2 separate regions of the Rattus norvegicus genome follow, and region 2 is linked to region 1. The links are chromatin contacts, called in public Hi-C maps. All regions are on one chromosome and are shown on one strand. The core of a region is the stretch at or near the end of the contact, and the rest is flanking DNA. Distances in the headings are between cores, read along the strand shown.

Evidence for each region. Hi-C and Micro-C count contacts between places; a contact is called where the count stands out from the background.
Region 2: a Hi-C map of Schwann cells shows a contact between it and region 1, with 8 times the contacts expected there. The contact joins the promoter of Etv6 here to the enhancer-like site in region 1. A contact is called at or near these places in 4 of 12 Hi-C or Micro-C datasets (the A7r5 cell line, Schwann cells, liver and 1 more) and 1 of 1 datasets of contacts at active chromatin or transcription factors (oligodendrocytes).

What each region holds. Positions count from the first base shown.
Region 1 is chr4:168,503,211-168,507,996 of GRCr8, reverse strand. No RefSeq gene overlaps it. Among named protein-coding and RNA genes, the nearest start is that of Etv6, 75 kb to the left of the region's middle. Within about 2 kb of position 2,381, at least 12 of the 93 cell types and tissues checked have an H3K27ac peak or open chromatin away from gene starts, as enhancers often do. A contact at or near this core is called in the A7r5 cell line and Schwann cells, where this site is marked.
Region 2 is chr4:168,577,196-168,582,218 of GRCr8, reverse strand. It overlaps Etv6 (ETS variant transcription factor 6), which reads right to left and starts at 1,814. Exons shown (of 8, transcript NM_001037353.1): 1 at 1,768-1,814. The coding sequence starts at 1,800.

The DNA of each region.
Region 1 (4,786 bases), core at 1,132-3,631:
AGTTTACTGCACTTCTTGACACTTTCAGTCTATCCATGCATAGGATAGGATATTAACAATTCAATTCTCTAATTCTCTCTTTAAATTAGCATAGGTGTAGTTGTCAGTGTTGTCCGAATCTAATAAACTTCTGAAAGTCTCTAATATAAAAAAGCTTTAACTAATCTACACTGGAATCAGTTTGTAGGATATGCTCCTTCAGGGAATTATAAGTTCAAGGACAGACTGGGAAGTGGAAAACCTTGTCTCAAAGTAAAAGTATAAGTTTTTTGTTTGTTTGTTTGTGTTTTGTTTTCTAAGGATTGGAGATATAGGTCAGAGGTAGAGCACTTGCCCAGTGTCTAAGGCCCTAAATTCAGTTCTCAGTAGTACTACAAAACAAAACAAACAAATCAAGTTCAAAGCTAAATTAAGAGTTTATCTTACTCCCATCAGAATGGTAGTCATTTAAGAAAATTAATAACAACAAGTGCTGGCGAGGATGTTGAGAAGAGAAAGCCCTCACACCCTGCTGGTGGGAATGCATACTAGATCAACCTCTGCTGTTTTGGACTAAAGCCAACTTGATCATGGTGAATGATCTTCTTGAGGCCAGCTCCAATTTGGCTTGCAAGTATTTTATTAAAACAAAATCTATTTATGTTCATTAGGGAGGTTAGTCTATGATTTTCTTTTGTTGTATGTGTTTGGTTCTGGTATTATTAATCTCAGCTCTGTAAAGGATGCATCTAGACACTGCTGGTGAAATTGTAATTAGCCTTGTCACTGTGGAAGTCAGTACGGCAGTTTCTCAAAAAACTAAAATTAGACTTGGTATGACCCAGCTACACCACTCACTCCTGATATTCACCTGAAGAACTCCATGTCAATACATCACAGAATCACCTGCCCACAAATGCTTATTGAAGCACTGCTCACAGTAGCTGAGTTCCAGAACCAATCTAGGATGCATCAACAGAAGAATGGATAAAGAAATAGGATATATATTTATAAATAATTATGCATATAATTTATATAAGAAATATATATTTGCTTGTTAGTGCCTGCACAGATGTGTGCACATATGCGTGTGGGTGCCTTTAACCTAAGACCACATGAAAATATCGGGTCCCTGGAGCTGTAGTGGGTATTGGAAATGGAACCTAGAGTCTCTGGACGAGTGACAAATGTTCTTAACTTCTGAGCTATCTTTCTCGTCACTAAAGTGGAGTTTTTTTGTTTTTGTTTTGTTTTGTTTTTTTCAACCATGGAAAGGAATGAAGTTATGTTGTTTAGAACAAAATGGATGCAAGGAGAGATGACTACGCGGAGTAAATTAGATCAATTCCAGAAAAACAAATATCACATCTTCTCACTTGTACTTCCTAGATTTTGTATAGCCCCATGGATAAAACATCATTTATTTGGATGTGGTGGTGCATAACTTTAATCCCAACACTTGAGAGGCAGAGGGAGACAGATCTCTGTGAGTTCAAGGCCAGCCTGGTCTATATTGTGAGTTCCAGGACAGCCAGGGCTACAATGTGAGACACTGTTTAAAAATAAAAATCACATGTGTATGATATGTAAGTGAAACTGCACAGGGAGCAAGGGGCACTAACAAAGGGAAGAAGGGTTAGGAAAAGAGGATGGGAGGCATGGGGGTATGCTCACATACAATATATACTTGTATGAACACATAAATAATCTAGCATTTTCGACCAAAAACTAAATAAAATGGCCATTTACTGATAGGATACAAAAAGAACGTCATCGTTTCAAATGATGATGTATTTTAGCTTAGATGAGTTAGTTCTCCGTTCATTGATTCATTCAATCAATCAGCAAATATATCCACCATGTGTCAGGCCCTGCTCAAGAGGCTGGAAATACACAAACCAACTGGATGACCTTCCTTCCACTAGCATTCCTTACTGACTAAATGAAATCCCACCCACAACGGTGAGAGTGGCGTATGCCTTTGGTTCCGTTATCTCCTGCTGCCACCTACTGGCCATTTTCTTTGCCATGCTTTTCAGAGACCGAGAGTTTCTAAGGGGAAGTTGGAAGGAGTTCTATTTTTGCTTGCTGGACCACGAATTTTTTTTTTCTCTTTCGTTTTCACATGTGAATTTTAGATTACAGACTTGTTCTTATTTTAATTGTTCATGTTTCTGTATATAAGGCAGAATGGCCAGATCAGAGTTGCTAACGTTCGCATCTTAAACATTTAACGATTTTTAAATTAATTCCTGATAATCGCACATAATAACCACATTATCTTCATAGGGCACAGTGTAGTGTTTCGGTACATGTGTCCCTGTGTTCTCCTAAGTACAGCTCTCTTCATCTCCACCCAAGTCCCTGGGGCTCTAACCCAACTCTTCTAGCAGGAGCAGTTGTTTCACACTGAGTCACTGCCCTTTTGGCCAGGGCAGTCACTCCATTCCTCTCCCTCCCATAGCGTTTTCCTAATGAGCTTCTGTTTGAAGAAAGTTTTGACTTTCTTTGGCTTCTCTCCATTCTGGTGGGAGTTAGAATTTCTTGCCAGGACAGTGGAGGTTTGTGCCTGGATTGCCTAATGCAGACAGGAGAGAGTCAGAGTTCCTTTGCAGCAGGCACTCCCAACCAATTATGAACCCTCTCTTACTTCTGAAAGGCAACAGTGTCATGGAGGTGGGGAGGAGTTAAGACCCTCTCATGATCAATTGGGGTGCTTTAAAAGGCTGCATGGGAGCTGGGACACACGGAATTAGGCATTAGATGGTTCATTTGCTCTGCATCATCAAGTCTCCAAGTAGGTCAAATACACCCCAGGATGGTTTAGTCACAGGAGGAGATGGACCAGTCACCTGAAGTCCACTGCTGACTCAGTGCAGGCCTCATTTTCTCCCCCTTCAAGCCAAGAGCTCCCCAGTCATTGTCAATGTTTTATGTAGAAAAGAAAAACCAAATATATACTACTTGGTTGGATATAAACATACGCTGGTATATATAACTTTGGAGAGAACTGTCTCCCACTGAGCACTGTCACATCAAAAGTCGTTTTGGATTTAAGGAGACAAAACTAATTGATGGGAGAGTAAACACCCTTCTAGAGATATTTCCAATCTCTTGTTGGGCGAGCGCAAGCACTAAAGTGGTTGAAGCGGGTGGATTGCAAGTTTGAGGCCAGCCTGGGTTATACAGCAGGACCATCTCTTAGGAAACTGCAGCTCAAAAGGCAACTTAAAAGACTTATTCTGTTTGAAAATATTACACATGTCTGTGTGTCTCTGTGGGTATGTACATGTTAGTGAAGACACTCATGAGGGCCAGAGGAGGCTGTCATATCTCCTGGAGATGGAGACTCAAGAACCTGACTTGAGTGCAGGAAATGGAATTCAGTTGTCTGCAGGAGCAGCGTGCAGTCTTAACTGCTAAGCACTGTTCCAGCTCCCAAACAAATGATTTTAGTAGAGATATTCCTATTCATTACAATCAAAGAAAAAATAGGTATGTATGTATGTATGTATGTATGTATGTATGTATGTGTATATGTGTATGTATGTATGCATGTGTGTATGTATCCATCTATTATGTCTATCTGTCCATCTGTCTATCCTTCTGTCCATCCATCCATCCATCCATCCACCCACCCACCCATCTATCCTATCTATTTGTCTGTCTGTCTGTCTGTCTGTCTGTCTGTCTATCTACCTGTCCATCCATCCATCCATCCATCCATCCATCCATCCATCCATCCATCCATCCATCCATCCATCCATCCATCCATCCATCCATCCATCCATCCATCTATCCATCCATCCATCCATCTATCCTATCTATTTGTCTGTCTGTCTATCTGTCTACCTGTCTATCCATCCATCCACCCACCCACCCACCCACCCACCCACCCACCCACCGACCTATCTATCTATCTATCTATCTATCTATCTATCTATCTATCTATCTATCTATCTATCTATCTATCTATCGGGAGAGGTGGCTCCATGGTGGAGAGCACTTGTTGCTCTTGCAGTGGACCTGGGTTTGAGTCTCAGCACCTACACGCTGGCTCACAACTACTTGTAACTTCACTTGCAGAGTATGTGGTACCATCTTCCTTCCTCTGCAGGCATCGGACACACACACACACACACACACACACACACACACACACACACACACACACACACACAGATGAACACTTATGCACATAATATAATTATACATAAAATAATTGTCTAGTGTTCCCCGAAAACCTCATCCTCAGGAACTCCAGGCCTAGCCTTCTTGACTCTGAAAACTAAGGGCATATCCTTTGCTCAGTCTGTGCTCAACTGTGAGAAGGGCAGAAGGCACAGTATTAAGTCAGCAGCTGGGTTCCCTCTTTGACCCTCTGTTTCTTGGTTCTTTTTCTTCTTTCAGTTTGATCAACGAGTCCACCAACCCACTCAGCTCCCTTGTCACTCTGGTCATCTCTTGGACCCCAATTCTTCTTTCTAGTCTCGTTCTTGTTACTCTGTTGATGATGGTCCTCACAGCCGGGATCATATACTTGGAGTCCTCTGGGCTGTAACCCAGTCTGGCTAGCCATGCCCCTCTTCTTTATGGCATTCTCAGGATGTAACATCTCATAGAACAAGTCCGTGCGGAACCTGGTAAAATTCAACATACTTCCACGAGGGCTCCAACTCATAGAGTAATGTATCTTGTGTGATGTTATGGGGTCTTGCGTTCTTAGGGACAGAAGACATACTAAAGCATGGGACTGAGAAAGCCTAGCATTTCAGACGGTAAGAAATTGGGAGGGGGCTAGAGAGAT
Region 2 (5,023 bases), core at 565-3,064, 75 kb before region 1:
TTAGGTCTTCTCTCCACTGGGGCGCAGCGACACAGGCCGTCCGGTCGTCCGTTCGTTCAACAGAGGCACTCTGCTTCCAGCAAGAGCATATCAGAACTGCAGCCATGCCCCCCTCCCTCAGTTTAGAAGAGGTTGGAGGAGTCACAGGATAGACCACAGCGTGCTGTTTGCAATCAGAAGCTGCTGGGCTGCAGCTGGTCCAGATTTTTCTGCTGTCAGGTTTACTGCCATCGAGCCAAACACAATTTACTGACCTAATACCCTATTATTTAGTTACCTCTGTTTTTGTTATGAAGTGTGAAGTAAATTAGATTATCTATACGACGACATTTTTTTTTCCTGAACTCGATGAAGAATCTAATTTCCAGTGCAAAGGAAAAAGTATCTCGGCATCCTAAATTCTTTACTGAGGCACTCACGGCTCCAAAGCCTACCCCAGATACTCACAAACACAAAAGGCCAAAAAGTTCCTCTGCTCTTCTGCAAGGCACAAAACAGACACCAATGCACCTTCTAGGTCCCCACCCTCCTTACTTCAAACCCATGACCATCATTCCTGATAAGAAACACTAAGGTCTGATTCTAATGATGAAAAACTAGCAAGCCGGTGACAAAATACCTTTCCCTCCCATAGATCCTGGATGAAACGCTGTTACCTTCCCAGAGCAGAGAAAACAGGCTAGTTGCCCATTGTTTCCGCAACATCCAGGCAAGAGACACATAGGCCAAACCCTCAGAAAACTTGAGAAACTTCAGCCTTGCACAGAGAGCAGAAAACTTGCCTCCTGGTAACTGACAGAACCTTGAAATAAATGCAGCACGGGGAAAAAAAAAACTGGGGAGACAGACAAATCATTCTGCCTCCCAATGGTGGCAAACTTCACAACAACTTTTTAAAAGCAATGAACTACAGCACTAAAGCCTATGTAGATAGACCGTGTGTGCATGCATGCCATACGGGACTACCTGGAAGGCGAAGGCTTTGCAAATATCCCTCCTGAACAGGCCAGGGAGCCCAGAGATGGCAGCTTTTCAACACCAGCTCGGACTGTCAGAGAAGGTCATTTTGCCTAGCCGCTTCTTTTCCACCCTGCATCACAGGAGTTTTCTACTTTCAGATTGCTCAACTTTCATATGCACTAGAGTAAAACAACGATTCAGCAACTTTATTCACCTTGGTTTAATTTTTTTTTCATTGTGCAATGCCCAGGAAAAGCTGACACCAAGATTGTCTTAGCACTTGCAATCACAATCAGAAAAGAGGGTAAAATAAAATTCTTGTGATTGGGGGGGGAGGGGGAGAGGAGAGAGGAGAGAGGAGAGAAACACCATTCCAAGCGGGGGCCCCTAGAACTTTTTCCCTAGGGAGACCACCCCTCGGGAACAAAAGTTACAATTCAATCTCCTGGTAGGCGTAGGAATAAGGAGAAGGGGTTTTTCTTTCTCCGTTCTTATTTTTAAGCGCACTAATTACGGAGGTGCTCTACAGATCTGAAGACAAGCCGGGTTCCTCCTACCAACTGAGAGCCGCATTACATTGTCAAAAAAGCAAGGGAGTGGGGTGGGGGGCCCAGGAACCCAGGAGGAGCTCGGCGGGAGAGGGGTGTAGCAAGGTTACACTAAAGGGTACAGCCGCTGCCGCGAGCTGCATCTTCTTTCCCTCGCGCCCCAAATAATTTCCCCCGCGAGCCTAGCAACTGCACCAGCAGCCCCGGGGCAAGGGGGTTCCGATCGCCCAAGGGGGAAGGAAGAGAATCCGATCGTTACCTTAATGCTACACTGAGCAGGAGTCTCAGACATGTCTCACAGCGAAAGGGATCAGGAAGTTCTCAGTTTTTTTCCACTTTCCTTTCCTCTCCCCAACCCAGAAACGCTCGGCGGGGCAGCGGGACGCGGTCATTTAAGAAGTTTCTTGCAGCATCGCCGGCGGCGGCCGCCCGAGGGGGAGGGGGGTCTTCGGAACGCGCGGATCGGGCGCGAGGTGCGGGGGCGTGGGAGCCGGCGAGCACGGCGTGGGGTGTGCGGGTCGCGGCGCGGCGACCCGGGCGCAGCCGGCCGGCCTCGCGTGTCTCCTCCCACCCGCGGCCGGCGCGCCCGCCCCCGTCCGCCCTCCCGCGGCGCTCGCTCGCTAGCTCGCTCGCTCCCTCCCTCCCTCCTTCTCTCTCTCTATTTCTCTCTCTCTCTCTCTCGAATGTTTTCCTTCCTGGAAGAGAGAAACTGAAAGGCAGAACTGAGAAAGCTCTCTGCTCATTGATCTTGAGAGTTTCAGGGCAGAAACTGACGTGAATTCCCAGCACCCGGCTCTGCCTCTTAAAGGAGCCACCAGGAAATAAAAGCTCGGGTTACCGCGGGCCGCGGAGAAATCAAAAGGCGTGCGGGGGAGGGGCTCGGGATGCCCAGTGGCCCGCCCCGAGGCGAAGGACGCCTTTGGGGAACCTTGCAGCGTGGCCCCGGGACCAGCAAGCCTGGTTTATCTCTCTCCCGCCATCCCTGGCTGCGCCTCCCGAGGACCTGGGCCAAGCACAGTAGGGGCTTTTCTGTGCGCTCCCCGAGGAGCAGTTGCAGCCCGGGGACGGCGGTCTAGGAAGGGGCTTTCCGGGAAGGACGCGGCGCCGCAGGAGGAAGCGAGACAATGGCCTTTGTTCTGCGCGGCGACCGCGGCCGCTTTAAGAGAATCCACCAGGAAATGGGAGCTCGGGTTACAGGCTGCGCACGGGGAAGTGCAGGGCGCGACGCTGGAGACAAAGCCGCGCGGCCGCGCTCCGGCTCAGGGACGCGGCGAGCGGGGGCTCCCCGAGACGGGGGCGCCCCACGGCCTGACCTCCCGCCTTCCCCGATTCGAAATCCCCCGGCCATTTAAAGCCACAGCGGCCGCTACCAACCGACGTAGGTGACTGGACTACAAAGTTGACAGGGCGCGTTCCAGCAGATCTTAGCCCTCCCCTGGGCCGCTGCTCCGGCTCGGTCATTGGTGGAGGTGACAACCCGGGGTCCTGCAGAGGAGGGACTGCCAGAATCCAGAGGCGCTAGCCTTGAGCACCAGCGTTCCGATCACTCTATTTTTATTGCTATTTATAATCTCTTAAAATGCCCACCGCAGAAGATGGTGTTTAAATTCTAACCCGCTAGTTTATATAGGGTTTAATGTGTAGATATATAACGAAAAGCTTAATGCACTTCCATTTTGTCTTTTGACGGTAAAATAAACATAAATGTGTGTATAAATGGATTATATTCATGTTCCTTGCTGAGGATTTCCCAGATTCACCTCTGTATTCCCACTAGTTTCTTAGGGAGGAGGCAGGCAGGAGCAGTATTATTTTGAAGTAAAATCTCCCAATGTAACCCTGACTGGCCTGGAACTGTCTCAGTCTGGCCTGGAACTAGTAAGCCAGTCTGCCTCTGATTTTCCTTTTTCTGCACACTTTTCAGCATCATAAAAACGTGCTCAGACTTTCACAAACAATACTTCTGTTCATCAGAACACCCTAAATAAAATTTGCCAAGAGTCGGATGGGAACGCACCCTGTTGCTGATACAGTAATGTTTTTGGAGGGAACCTCCAGGTACCACCCCCAGTTTTTTCATCTAGTAGTCATGCTCACCAAAAAAACTTAAGTCTTTTACACCCTCGTTCCCAACCTCGCATGCACCTACCTTTACTCCCGCGCGGTTGTAGCTTTTTACTGTTGCTCCTCACTAGGAATTTTCGTTGGGTTTGGGTGGTTTTGTTCTGAGACAGGGTCTCACAGTGTAGATGAGACCAGCCTTGAAGCCAGATCCATCTGCCATCTGCCTCCCAGTGCTGGGATTAAAGGTGTGCACTACCACACCCAGCCAATCGGTTTTGAGATTTTCTTGAATTTGTAGTGCAGGTTGGCCTTGAAGCCTTGAGCCTGGGCCACTACGCATTTGCCCTTTTGAGCGGGAGGCGGTGCTTGAACGTCCATTTGTTATTTTGTTTACAGCCCCGGAGATTGAACCTAGGCCTCATCTGTTCTAGTCTAGTGCTCTACTACTGAGCTCCATCCCCAGCTAAGCAATTTCTGTTTTTCTTTGCTTCTCTTAACTGATGTTTGCAGACACTGGATCTTGTGGGCTTTTGCTGCGTTGAGTCTTATGCACCTTTCCATCCCTTATCTAACTGTAGGGTCTCCCATGACGTCTCAGCACCTATGCATGGGAACGGGGCAACTAAGTTACAAGGTTTTCATAAGTGTGAGGTTGCTTACAATGGTCTTTCCTTTATCTGTGGAGGATATATACCAAGAGGCCTGGTGTGTACTTGAAGGCAGACACCACACACACACACACACACACACACATACATATCCATATCCATATCCACATATCCATATATATTCATATATAGAGGCTTATACATGCATAGATATAATAAAGTTTCATTTATAAATTGGGCACAGTAAGGGGCTAACCATAATTAGTGATCAACCAGAACAATTGCACTGTAATGAGAGCTTATAAAACATACTCCTCTATCCGAAAACGTCCACGGCTGACTGTGGGTTGCTAGAACTGGGGAAAGTCAGCTGTGGGTATGGGGGGCCTCTCTACAGAGAGATTCTTTAGCAAAACATCTTCGTATTTTAGGTGCTAATTTGTGTTAGCCATGGTGATTGCTTAAGCTCACAACTGAATTAACTTCCAGCTCCCATTCCCGACATGTCTTGACCTTCTCCTGGTGATTCATAGAGGTGGCAGTTTGGAGTACAATGTCTGTGGTTCCAAAGCGAAGTACACAGTGGCAGCTACAGCCAAGAGCCGAATTTACCCCACAGTTGGCGGGCTCTGCAAAAAGGCCTTTTGGTAAATACTTTAAGCTTTATGGGCCAAAAGGGCAAAATTGAGGACTTTGTTTAAATATCTATATAGTAAGAGGGCAGGAAAGTCCTCGTACTTTGAAGAGTACTTTTAGTTATGAGTTGTTAAGGAAAGGAATGGAATTCTGTAAGGAATAACTTCCATTGACCTGAGGTTTAAAGCAAGCATTGTTCATTCTTGT